Linked DNA regions of Mus musculus: all the other regions are linked to region 2. A link is a contact called in public HiCAR-type and HiChIP or PLAC-seq data. All regions are on one chromosome and are shown on one strand. Each heading gives the region's core, a stretch centred on a gene start, on an enhancer-like site or on the middle of the called end of the contact. The rest is flanking DNA. Distances are from core to core; before and after follow the strand shown.

Region 1 (4,451 bases), core at 979-3,478, 150 kb before region 2:
CTGAGGGTTGCAAATACTTAATTTAGGCACAGAATTGAATTTTAAGAGAAATGCCATCTTGCATAAAGTTTGCAGACTTTGAAATTGAAATGACTTGTGATCATCAAGAACTAAGAGTCAAGATGAGATTGTAGTTTATTATAGCAGAAAGTTTTATTGTGAAGGTGAACATGTCTCCTTGGGAGCCTTGCGCACTTCCTTTAAGGAGCCTGTATTATTTTTTAGTTGTATATTTAGGTCTTGTATTAGTCTTTGTAAGTACAGAAATATACAAGGTCTATATTTTGCCCTAATTGCATTTGTCATACAGTTGGAATGGTGCATGGATAAGAACTACTGATGCAATGTAGGATGAGTCTGGATGGCAAGTCCATACCATAGCTAGTGAGTGCTAGCAATGGGCAGGTGTAAAAGTCCCCAGGGGAAAAAAATCTAGGAGGTAAGTTTTAGTTTAAGCCCAAAAGGTTGACTGACCATGATAGTGGAATAAGGCCAGCAAGAGCATGAACAAATCTACTGCACAGTGAGTAGCTACTGCATGGGAAGGGATATACTAAGAAAAATAAAGGGCATATGCCTTAAAAGTTAATGCCATGACATGTCTATAGAAGGAAGGTGTGGATATAGAATATATTTTCTGAACATAGAATTATACTGAGGAAAAAAAAAGAAGAGGAGGAGGAAGAAGAAGGTGGAGTAGGAGGAGGAAGAGAAGGCGGGGGAACAAAGTAGCCTAGCTAAGGCATTAGAGTCTAGCTTGACAACTGTGTGCACACTTTAGTACTGCACCTGCTCGTTGAAAGCATGGCTCCTCTGTCATGCATCTCATGGTATCCCATACCCACTGGGACAGCATAATAAATGCCATGCTGAGTGAATGAGGGTAAGAAAGCAATGCTGGAAGAAGTGACACCAGTACAAAAGTCAACCAAATTGGAGAAGAGGAAACAAGCTTCTGTTGTAAATAAGGACTCCTGACTGAGAAAGAACACACAAAACCCATCTCTCCTGGCAAGCACAAAACCCAAAGGGAAACTTCAGAAGTATTCAAAGATACCCGCTTACTATTATATGAAATTGGGTCAGAGAACCATGTACCTACTGCCTAGACAACCTACCCACATAGCACAAGTCTAGTTAATGAGTGAAAACACTAAATTATTGAAGGATTATAGAAGGATTTTTAAGGTCAGTTTTTATGACTATTAAGAATGTAGTCACCTATATGTCACCCTATGGTGATTAAAGCTACCAAAGGTTATATAAACCAAAAGACACAGGAAAATATTTTAAATTGCTCATAACAAATGAGGCATATAAAATCAACTTTATTAAGAAGTATTTTAAGCGCTGGGCAGTGGTGGCACACACCTTTAACCCAGCACTTGGAAGGCAGAGGCAAGCAGATTTCTGAGTTTGAGGCCAGTCTGGTCTACAGAGAGAGTTCCAAGCCAGCCAGAGCTACACAGAGCAACCCTGCCTCAGGAAAAAAAAAAAGTATTTTAAGCATAGATAGAATCATACTGCCATTTGGGAAAATACCCAACTTCCTTCCCTTTGAAATCTGAGAGAATGTATATGTTCATAAGCTGGTTTAAAATATAACATTTAGAAATTAGAAACAAAATTCCTGTTGAAGTTTAACTTATATATACCCAGCGACCAAACAAGTCACACCCTTAACAGAGATGTGTTTGTATCTTCACCAAAACACATAGAAGTTTTGGTGGCAGCACGTTTCAGAATGTGCCAGACTGCAGAGAACTCAAATAAGCATCACCAATAGGATGCACTATCCAGGACTGCACATTTTCAAACATTAGTGAAATTAAGATGCATGATTACAACCTCAAGCAACATTATGGACAAACCTCAGAAATTACATTGAGTAGAAGGAGGCAGACCCATAAGAAGTATCATGTCTTGTTCAAGTACAGCTCAAAGGAATCAAAATTAATATGACTTTTCATGCTGTGTGATGATAACCCTGGTGACCTGGATTTGGGGGTTATGGTTGTGAATGGGGGGATAGGTGATGTTAGGAGGATAGGTATGGATAGGGGACATACGGGTGGCTGGAACACAGTGGGCACTGGTTTTTGTTTTGGGTGTCACTCCCTGTATCTTCGCTTTGCAAAACCTCACAGGTTTGCTAATGGATTAAAGAAGACTTTGCCTTGGTGAAGCCCCATGTTCAGTCATTTGACTGGCTGGCTCCCTGTATCTTTGATCTGGTTTTGTGGCCGGCACATGACTCACCAGCAAACATTTAGGCTTACCTTTTATACACAGTATCTGGATACTTTCTGACAAACATTAATTAAAGTCATCTCCTTTTATAGGAGTTGGCTTCTCTAATTAAAACAAAGTGATTCTTTCCAAGGTCTGAGCAGAAGTGAGTTCCAGAGGGTACTCAATTACATACGCCTCCACCTGCCTCTCAGGGCTCCCACCCTTTTAGACAGCTAGTTTACAGATAGCTACTGACACCACTAACTCCCAACTTTTTACATCTGGCTACAGAATAAACAAAGTCCTTTCTGTTGCTTCCATACAGAAATGCTAAGATAAACTGATATTTGTTTTATAATAAATTCTAAGAAAAGAAGTGCCAATAGAAATGAAATCTAAAAACCAAATTGAACCTGCATAGAGGAGGGTATAATTCCAATAGCTATTTCTCATCCTGTCAGTTTTAAAACAGTTCTAATCCACATTTTTTTTCAAAAGCTGCCCCAATTTTGGGAAGGAATGCAATTTAGCTTTCTTTTCTGTTAGCTTCATTTTAACCTGTTGATATATGAACAAAGTTCACAGATTCAAGTAAAGTTGTTAAATGAGAACAAATCTATACCTAAGTAGGGGAAAGACTCCAAACACTATATCTTTTCTCAGAGCAATTATTTAAATTGACCTAACAGCATTCTTACAAGGATTTATGTAATGTAAAGATCTATGAGTGCACTGTAGTCCTTCGCAGACACCAGAGGAGGGCATTGGATCTCACTACAGATGGTTGTGAGCCACCACGTGGTTGCTGGGAATCGAACTCAGGACCTTTGGAAGAGCAGTCAGTGCCCTTAACCACTGAGCAATCTCTCCAGCCACCTGACTAAACAACTTTTCTTTTTAATTTTTTTATTAGATATTTTCTTAATTTACATTTCAAATGCTATCCCAAAAGTCCCCTATACCCTCCCCCCGCCCTGCTCCCCTACTCACTCACTCCCACTTCTTGGCCCTGGTGTTCCTCTGTACTGGGGCATATAAAGTTTGTAAGACCAAGGGGCCTCTCTTCCCTGTGATGGCCGACTAGGTCATCTTCTGCTACATATGCAGCTAGAGACACGAGCTCTGGGGGTAAACAACTTTTAAACATTGACTCCAATAGCCTGGCTAAGTTCTAGCTGAAAGAAAACTCAAAAACATAGCTATGGGTTCCCAAAGCATTGAGAAGATATGCTGCACATATAAGTCAGCCACAAACACAGGTTGGAAACTACACACACACACACACACACACACACACACACACACACAGAGGGAGAAGAAATTTTGAAGAGAATAAATATGTGAGTGAGAAATTAACTCTTTGGTGCACAACGTCAACTCTTTTGTATTTAGATTTCCAAGTAGTAATATTTTGATCAATCCCTGTGTAGCTTTTTATCATATAACTAAAACACTAGAATGCATTTTTTTTGAGTAAGTTGATTTCTATCTCAGTAGTTATCATAGCTGCTTCTAAGTGAGGGTTCCTCAGCAATACTCATTCCAGCTTGGCTTTTATAACATCCCTGTTTTGCTATTCTATAAGCCATGAATTTAGGTTAAGTTTAGCTTATGAATTATAATTTATGAATGGTTAGCTTCAGCCAACCTTTCCCACACAGAATAGTAGGGAGATGGACATGGTGGTGGTATGTTTGGAGAGAATGTATTAATGGGCACATGGTGATAAAAGGAAAAATATGGGCAAAATTGCAACCTTCTCTGACTGAAATATATGTTGTATATAATTTGTTGCATCTACATTATAATGAGAAGCTGGTGTTATGGCCTTTTAATTTAGAATGTAGGTACTAAGTGAGTCAAATTATCTTTATAATTAATGTCATATATAAATGTTTGGACTAGGATCCTGAATAGAGAACTTCTGATAAGTGTTTTAAATTAAGGTACTTAGCTTCATCTAATATTCTGTCTCTTGCTTCCAGAGTAAATTCCCACTTATACTTGTAGGGGGTAGTTCTGACGCTTTGATTGGGAATCTGTGTGGGAACGCTGAAGGTCCTGTTTCCCAGTTGGTTCTTGGCCGACCAATAAAGTTGCCAGCAACCAGCGGCTGAGCAGAAGAGGCGGGCTTCCAGGTTCCCTCAGGCATACTAGAAGACGCAGGAGGAGGAAAGGGAATTCAACATGCTTTAGAGGGAGAAAGAGTTACCAGCCAT
Region 2 (4,126 bases), core at 84-2,583:
GCCTCCCCTTCAAACTCCTGCCATCGGGCGTAGCATCTAGACCCTATCTGATTCTCAGAAAGTCCGAATGAATGCAGGATGGTGAAGTGCTGAGAAAACAGTGAGTGTAAGGCCTATACCACCCCTTCGAATTAAAAAGGATTTAAATAAAACCAGGAAGGAAAAGTATAATCAGGGGGAGGGGGAAGCTTGAGTAACGGGACTCGGTGAGGGGGCGAGAGAAGAAGCCTCCAGGACGTGGGATTCAACCCTGCGCCATTCTGCATTACTGACATGATGACCCACACACTGCAGTGGAAGAAGATACACTCCCTATTCAACTATGACATTTAGAGTTTTGCCTTCCAAATATGTTCTCCGATCAGTTCCCAGGTTGTTTAGTTGGTTGTTTTGTAACTTGTATTACTCCCCAAATAGCCTTTCCTTTTCCAAAGAAACCTTCAAATCCATTTCCTACAAGGGATTTGATTTGTGCAGCAGGCTCTAAAGCCGGCTGTCCAGAGCAATGCCCATTCTTTGGTACTATAGTTTGGGGTCTGGGCAAACTGAAAGCATCATTCCATATCTATACTCACCAAGTTCCTATTTCGCGCAGGCAAAGTTTTAGGTTACCAGATGGCAAACTCTTTATGCCAACTCCTCCCTACTGAAGCTCTTGAGAGAATGGTCAGCGGGCTTATCCATGTACCATGATGTAGTTATATGCTTGTTTATGCTGCTCCTACGATGGCATTACAGACCTGTCTGCACGGCATTAGTTCCTGCAGTCTTTGAACAAAATCCTGATTTAAGGGAAAATCCAAAGTTAGTTGTAGTTTGGAGGCAGAAGAGCAGACCTATCCTTGGGGTATGATGGCAACAAACTCCTATAACAACTTACATAACCAACTCTGGGGAAACAAAAACAAAACGAAAGGGCTGCTGCAGTCCATTATCTATCAACAAGGTACGCCTTAGCCTCACGATTCAGCTACAATGCTTGCTGTGAGTTGGGGACCAAGTAAAAGTTAGGAATTAACATCTCATTCTCTCAGGATAGCTCTGAGGAGCAGGTGCCACAACTCTAATCCAACCAGTAGATGCATGTAGACTTCCCTAATGCTTGCCCCCTAGCACCTCCAGACCTTCTTCCAGTACACACACCTCCCTGACCAATCTGTCTGCCTTTAAGCATCCCTGTTCGGACTGCAAGCCAAGTGGCCCGGGAGGTCTGCTTTGCCCGGCTTCACCAAGCCAGGAGATGACTCATCGAGCCGGTTCCCCGGGCTCCTTGGGGCTTTGGCAAACAACTGGAGAGGTGCCCTCCCTCCCCGCAGGCCCGGCGGGGCGGGGCGGGGTTCGGCCAGCCAAGGCTGGGAGCGGGAACCGGCAGCGGGAAGCGGCCGCCGCCCGGGCAGCCCGAGGCTAGGCAGGGCGAAGCCAGGCGGGGCGGGGCTGAGCGCCACGGGAAGGGGAGGCAGGGCTGCCTAGGGACCGAACGACCGAGCCACTCTTGCAACGCCAGCCACGATGGGGCTGGAGACCGAGAAGGCCGATGTGCAGCTCTTCATGGCCGATGACGCCTACAGCCACCACAGTGGCGTTGACTACGCAGATCCTGAGAAGTATGTTGACTCGAGTCACGACCGGGATCCTCACCAGCTCAACTCTCATCTCAAGGTGAGTTTCAGGCTGGGCTATCACTCATCTAGGCTGGAGGCTGCTAAGGGTCCCTTGTATGCTGCAGGAGGATGACTCTTGACCTTCTCCCCAACAGTGGGGGTTGGTCCCATTGCTAATGCTGGTTCCATTGGCACTCTGCCCTGGTCCCACAGCCTTCAGGCTCCCTGAACAGCCACACAGTGTCCAACTCCTGTGTGCCCAGTGTCACTCTAAGAAAAGCTGAAGATACTCTAGCCAGGTCGCCTTTCCTTCGGACTTCCCCTTCTTAGAGTGCTTCTGCCACCACACCCCCCACCCCCACCAACTTCGTTCCCTCCCCACCCCGACCCTATCCCCGACAGGTTGGATGACGTCATGAGTCCTTGCATCTTGTCTCTGCAGCTAGGCTTCGAGGATCTGATTGCAGAGCCTGAGACTACACACTCCTTTGACAAAGTGTGGATCTGCAGCCATGCTCTCTTTGAAATCAGCAAATATGTGATGTACAAGTTCCTGACCGTATTTCTGGCCATCCCCTTGGCCTTCATTGCGGGTATCCTGTTTGCTACCCTCAGCTGTCTGCACATCTGGTGAGAGGGGACACATGGGTTGATTCTGAAGCTTACAGAAGTTTTTGCCACCTGCTCTCTGCTCTTCCTATTTCCCAGGGCCCATTTGCAGAGAAAACGCTTACATTAGTTCCCAAGGGTAACAAGACCTGAGAAATCTTGAAGGGCAGTGTGCTTTCTTTAGAATAATAGTCCCGGCTGAGAGTTTAAACAGAAGGAAGCAAGGGCCTCTTTCCTGGGTGTGATTTTTCCTTCCATGCAGAAGGCTGAGCTGAGTGTGGAGGTGGGGGCTGGAAGGCCACTTCCTGTCATAGGCTGCTCTCTCCAGGGCCTGTTGTGACTCGTGCCTGTGGTTCTGGGCAGGTCCTTTCCTCCTTTCATTGACTTTTATTCAGTCACCATCTGTGCTTGGGCAAAACAAACGTTGATCTCAGAGAAAACAGCGCTTACATTCTGACCCTTGGAGAAGGGCAGACTTTAGTAAAACAGTGCTATGAACTGAGCCACTCAAGTCTTGCTATTGGTAAATGGCAGCCATGAACCCAGGGGAGACAGGAGTGTTTACAATGATTGGGTTGAACATCTACCACGAACAAATAAAATGTTAAGCTATGAAACAAGGGGATAGGCCATTACATTATTGTTTCACTTATGAAGCACACACACACACACAAATGCCATCTAGTTACAAGAAAAAGAAATATGGAAACCAATCGAATGTTGGGATGTCTGTAAAGTTATTCACGTTCAAGATGCATCATAAGCTTTTTTAAGCACTCAAACTTGTCTTAAGGGAACTAGCCCACTCCTCCAAGAAATGTTTTTTGTGTTAAAGGTTACCCACTTCATTCAAAGAATCATCCCCAATGTCACAATAGTTTTCACGCTGGTACCTCAAGGTGGTCCTGGTGACACGTGTGACCCTAGATACCACCGTTTAGTTTTTCACATCATGGGGCATTGCCACATCCCAGGGCAGTCTCAGTGTTCAAAGAGTTATCCAACTTACTCCTTCTTTCAGTCTCGAGGTACACTTTGCTGTGTTAGCTCACTAGTTCTGCACACCAAGCCTATTAGGTGCTCAGTGTTGCTGGGTGAGAACACAAGCCTTTCTTCAGCTTGCCCATCACCAGGGAGGGGGATTTAGAAACAAACCCAAATGGTGAGAAAGCATGGTGAGCAAGCAATGGAGGAGCTGGGAAACAAGGGTAACTTTGTGAGGGAAAGGAATCTGAAGACCAAAAGAAGTCTTTTGGAAGATAAATATAAATTCAGATGACGAAAGGATAAACAAAGAATACCAATTCAGTCGCTTGAGGCTCTAAGCAGTCATCTTGAAAGGGCCAAAAGATTGCCAGAGAAGTGGAACTCTTTGCTTTCGTGTGTATGCAGGCCCACACAAGCATGTGTATGGTTATCTCATATGGGACATTCGCACATAGGTGATTTTTTTTACATGCCTAAATCAACATATAAAACTGTACATTCCAGCCGGGCTGTGGTGGCACATGCCTTTAATCCCAGCACTTGAGAGGTAGAGGCAAGCGGATTTCTGAGTTTGAGGCCAGCCTGGTCTACAAAGTGAGCTCCAGGACAGCCAGAGCTATACAGAGAAACCCTGTCTCATAAACCAAAAAACAAAACAAACAAAAAACAAAAACAAAAACAGCAACAACAAAATACAAAAAAAAACCTGTACATTCCAAATTTACTAAAATTGCCAACCGAATGACTAAATCTGTTATTTTTACTTTCAAAAACAGGAAAAGATAAAGGACCCATAACATACTGCAGCATGCTAGCTTTGATGCTCTCTGTTTATTGAGAACACTAGGTCTTCTCACAGCTTTGGGGGAAGAATTGACAAAAGATACGTTCTCATTTGCTAAATAGTGGAAAGATATCAACAGTACGAC
Region 3 (4,341 bases), core at 1,322-3,821, 170 kb before region 2:
GTTGTCATCCAATTCAGCATACAATGCCCTGGTGAAATACACCACTTTACTCTTATCTTTGCCTTGGTTTGCCTTAAATAGTAGAGATATTTTCCAGTCCATTTTGACTATAATGTTTAATGCCCCCCCCCCCCATTGGCAAAGTGAGGCTAAAGCAGAATAGACTCTTCCCAAGTCCTCCGGCTGGCTGTCCCAATGCCTCTGACTGAGACAGAATGAGGGTGACACTAAGTGTCATTCACTAAGAATAATTACATGTATCTATCATGGAACAAATGAAATGTGGGGATGGTGTAGATCCACCAGGCCTGGATCTCCCCTCAGTAGTTAGTTTGCCCTTGCAGTATAAGATTGTGGCCTCCTTGTCTAAGAGGTGCTCAAGATACCTGGACATGTTTGTTGTTAGTTGATGCCCATGTTTGCTTCTGTTGCTATGATAAACACCATTACCATAAACAGTTTCAGAGGGCATTTGGCTTACAGATTAGAATCCCTTATTGAGGGAAACTCAGAAAGGATCCTAGAGCCAGAAACTGAAACAGACTTTGGAGAAATGTTTCTACCATCTTGTTCCTTTTGCCTTTCTTACACAACTCAGGCACATTTGCCTAGGAATGATACCGCCCACAGTGGGCTGGGCCCGCCTTCATCCATTAGCAATAAAAGAAAATGCCTCATACACACATCTCTTTTCAAGAGTCTACAACACTGGTTCTCAACCTGTGTGTTGCGGCCCTTTCACTGGGGTCTCAAGGCCATCTGAAAACAGGTAATTACTTTACCATTTGTAGGAGCAATGAAAATACTCCTATGGCTGGGGCTTAAGCACAACCTGAGGAACTGTACTAAAAGGTCACAGGCTTAGGAAGGCTGAGGACTACTAACTACTGTGGAAGCAATAAGCAAATGCTAGAAGAGGCAACTGACCAGTGAAGCAACAGAGCGATCTTCCCAGGCTGGGGGGAGGGGGGGATAGAACCCTGACTGAGCTCCCTTACTACAAAATCCAACACTAAGCAATTCCCTGGAAGTTGAAAATGGAAGTTTTAAATCTAGATTTGTGTGTTTCTTTTACTAAATGTGAACCATGTAGAACATTTTTTTTAAATTCTAATTACCTGGTATTGATAGATTAATATTCTTTTTCTCATTAAAAAATCATTCTAGGTCAGTTCTCAGAAGCAGATCTTACAGGGTTTTTGGTTTTGTTTTGTTTTTTTTTTTGTTTGTTTGTTTTTTTATGCCTGGTACGGCATGAATTTGACAACCACATCATTACAGTTCACAGTAGCAAAAGGCTCACTAAGAGAGAGTGTAGAACAATTGCTGGTACTTAGGCAATACCAGAGGTGTCCTCTTTCTCCACAAAAGCCATCATCTTGGATATTAAAAGACATGACAGTGATCTCTGCTTTTCCTGTCCTCCAAACAGCAGTGGGAACTCAAGAGCAGTGGGTTCAGTGAGGAAGGAGAAGGGGGAAATGTCTTGGGGTCCAGGAAATTCAAAGGAAGATGCAGACTCAGCATCAGCTTCTACACAGTGGTCCATGAGAGATGCTTCATACCCTCCCTGGATGCTCATTGATTGTGAACTACTTCAGGGAGGCTGCACGTACACTGTTCATCTCTAAATAGAACAATCTTGGATACAAATAGGATTTGAGAAAGTGATGTTTTGCATATATATATAAATATGTATATATATATATATATATATATATATATATATATATATATATATATGTAATTTCCACTGATGGAATCCCAGTCGCTCAGGTGTCCTGTTGGCCTTCACATTTGGGACATTTTTAACAATTTTTTTTGTTTTTAACTTCTTATTGTATATGAATTATACACCATGCACCCCCAATCCCACTCATCTCGTCACCCCTTTACAGCATCTATATCTCAAGTCCTGGGGTATCTTCTCCATCCTTGCAACCTCCCCTCAAAAAATAGAAATAAAAATAAAAAAATTAAAACCTCAAAATCAAAACAAAACAAAACAAACAACAACAAAAATCTCACTGTGGAAGCTGCAGTGTGTCACAATGTGTCACACGGGTATTCCTTTGGCCAAACCTCTTTACTTCCAAATGTTCATTGCAATGAGTCTGGTTTGAGGCCTCTGGCTTCTGCTATACTATCAATACTGGAATCTCACTGGGGTTTCTCTCAGATATCCTGTTGTCGGTCTGTGTCGTGGAAACTCTGCAGCTTTGGATCTGCAGGACTGGCCCCTTCACACACTCCAGCATTTCACAGATGGGGCAGATGTTGGGGTGAGCATATTCAAAGCCCTGGATCTGGGCCTGGGTTGGAGTTGCTGAACCCATCAGCTTTCCTGTACCCAAGCCACCAGGCTAGGTCTACTGTGCTGCCCAGGTGAAGCGCGGGGGCTTTCTGCTTATTTTAAACAAGATATTACAGATTGTCTCTTTTTAATAAGTCCTGACCATACTGCAGTGTCTGGTCTTTAAGCATAGATTTCCAAATTGACTCAAGTGTTTCAGACGAGTTTCACCATAGGCAAGAGAGTCAGGGTTGAGTCATTCTTAAGCAATTTGTAACACGTAGTGTTTAAGCTCTTCCAACTTTGCTATGGTAACCAAAGAGACACCACCACCCAAGAACAGTTTTAAGTTCTCATCTTAAAATGACCTGGCATATCTGAACTTGTCTTCTGAGTTTGTCTGTAACTCTTTAGAACACTTAAGACTGTCCCTGACTGCATAAAAAATGCCTTTCCTGACCCCTGGTAACTGTTCAATGTTAACTCTTGACTTTACTGAGTGCTTACCTGTGTGAAAAGGCCTGCTTCCTTGTGTTGTGTAGATAGAAGTTTTAGCACACAACCTGACAGGCATTGTGGTTTGATTAATAGGGTGTGTTGTTTTGGTTTTTCATATATTTACCGGTGCTTAAATAACTGTGGCTAATTATTCTGTCCTTTCATGGGAAGCAAGTCATCGTAGCTTCTATTTAATCTGATAATATATTTTGAAACAATCAAAACAAAATGCCATTAACCTTTATGGTTGTTTTGAATGGCATTTTAAATGACATTTATAAAGGCTGTTATTGATCTTTCTTCGATGTGCATTTCCACAGGATGTCTTGCCCTTCACCCAGTAACAAAAGCACCTTCTACCCAGTTACCATTGCTAGTCAACCGCTATTGCATGTAGACACGTTGGAGTCAATTCTCCATAAATAACATCTGACTGAGGACTGGGATACCATGGTAGAATTCAAAAGAAATCTGGGCTTAGGAGTCAAAACAGACACATGGGGAGATCCCATGGAATCTCCTCTCCAGTTACAGCTGGATAGGAAGGAAGGCAAGGGGACTGGATTTTAGGAAGATGGAAAAATCAGCACAAGTGTTGTATGAAAATCCATGTGTTTGTTGAGGTCATCACACAACAACAACAACAACAACAAAAGGGAAGAAAGCATGAGCCAGGGACTGACATTATCAAAGAACGTGGAGAAAATTTCTGAAGTTTAACAGAAAATGGAGACTCATATGTACTCAAAGATCCCACATCCTTGGATTATGTGGGGATATAATCACACACTCCAGCACTCTAGCCTGAAGTGCCCTTTTTCCCTCTCGCTGTACTATCGAATGCTCAAGTAGCTTTGTCTAATTAGTTTGCCCTTTCATTGGGAGCATGCCATTGGAGTCGCTAGTTAACACAATAATTAATTTTTAAACATTCACAACAAAAAATGGAATAGAATGATTGGAAAAGAAATAGGGGGTAAAGTCTAAGGCCGCTATATCATGCTTAAAGAAAACTGTGACTCTCAAAAATCAAAAGAAACTAGTACAAATAAGAGAGACTGCCTAAGGAAAGCAACTACCTACTTCTCAGGCACTGCAACCAACCTGCCTGGGAGGGGCACCAGAGACTTTGAGATAGATCTAGGAGTTCAATTCAGCCACGAAATGAAGAGGCGTTGGTTATAGGGGAGTCTCCAGTTCACAGCAGTTAAGATTTCTGAGTATAAAGAGGAATTCAGGAACAGAGGGGATCAGATGAGGAGACTAACGAAGCTGAATGGGTGTCTGGTTTCCAAATGAGCCTGACAAGTCTGGATGCCTGGGATAAAAGGGGCTGGCAGACCTGCTGAAGTTCAGCCCCAGTAGTTTCCTAGAAAAAGGTGAGCAATCAGGAATGCCGGAGCAATAATTGAAAACAACTGAGTCTCTGTAGATGTAAACGGGACTGCCATCCAACCAGAGTCGTCTCCCATGAATTTCTGTCATTCTGTCCACTCTGCTGTCTTCCACTGGGCCTCCATCCTAGGCCTTGTCACTTCCTTGGCACCCCT

The links. HiCAR-type assays count read pairs that join an accessible place to other places. HiChIP or PLAC-seq counts read pairs in DNA pulled down with a chosen protein or histone mark.
Region 1: a contact with region 2 is called in a FOXA1 HiChIP or PLAC-seq map of pancreatic cancer cells. The contact joins the enhancer-like site here to the promoter of Cav2 in region 2. A contact is called at or near these places in 6 of 39 promoter capture datasets (cranial neural crest, embryonic stem cells, epiblast stem cells and 3 more), 1 of 15 datasets of contacts at CTCF or cohesin (the NIH/3T3 cell line), 2 of 484 Hi-C or Micro-C datasets (embryonic fibroblasts and muscle stem cells), 6 of 115 datasets of contacts at active chromatin or transcription factors (the NIH/3T3 cell line, bone marrow-derived macrophages, a colorectal cancer cell line and 3 more) and 1 of 9 other capture datasets (adipose tissue).
Region 3: a contact with region 2 is called in a HiCAR-type map of fibro-adipogenic progenitors, with 5 times the contacts expected there. The contact joins the enhancer-like site here to the promoter of Cav2 in region 2. A contact is called at or near these places in 11 of 39 promoter capture datasets (3T3-L1-derived adipocytes, cranial neural crest, embryonic stem cells and 6 more), 1 of 15 datasets of contacts at CTCF or cohesin (the NIH/3T3 cell line), 11 of 484 Hi-C or Micro-C datasets (the Ba/F3 cell line, beige adipocytes, bone marrow-derived macrophages and 6 more), 11 of 115 datasets of contacts at active chromatin or transcription factors (bone marrow-derived macrophages, cardiomyocytes, embryonic fibroblasts and 7 more) and 4 of 9 other capture datasets (adipose tissue, bone marrow-derived macrophages, embryonic stem cells and 1 more).

The regions. Positions count from the first base shown.
Region 1 is chr6:17,133,088-17,137,538 of GRCm38.p6, forward strand. All of the region lies in intron 1 of Gm4876 (predicted gene 4876), which reads right to left. Among named protein-coding and RNA genes, the nearest start is that of Gm4876, 37 kb to the right of the region's middle. Within about 2 kb of position 2,229, at least 8 of the 459 cell types and tissues checked have an H3K27ac peak or open chromatin away from gene starts, as enhancers often do. A contact at or near this core is called in pancreatic cancer cells, where this site is marked.
Region 2 is chr6:17,279,852-17,283,977 of GRCm38.p6, forward strand. It overlaps Cav2 (caveolin 2), which reads left to right and starts at 1,334. Exons shown (of 3, transcript NM_016900.4): 1 at 1,334-1,659; 2 at 2,044-2,231. The coding sequence starts at 1,510.
Region 3 is chr6:17,106,855-17,111,195 of GRCm38.p6, forward strand. All of the region lies in intron 1 of Gm4876 (predicted gene 4876), which reads right to left. Among named protein-coding and RNA genes, the nearest start is that of Gm15473, 43 kb to the left of the region's middle. Within about 2 kb of position 2,572, at least 85 of the 459 cell types and tissues checked have an H3K27ac peak or open chromatin away from gene starts, as enhancers often do. A contact at or near this core is called in 3T3-L1-derived adipocytes, the NIH/3T3 cell line, adipose tissue and 10 more, where this site is marked.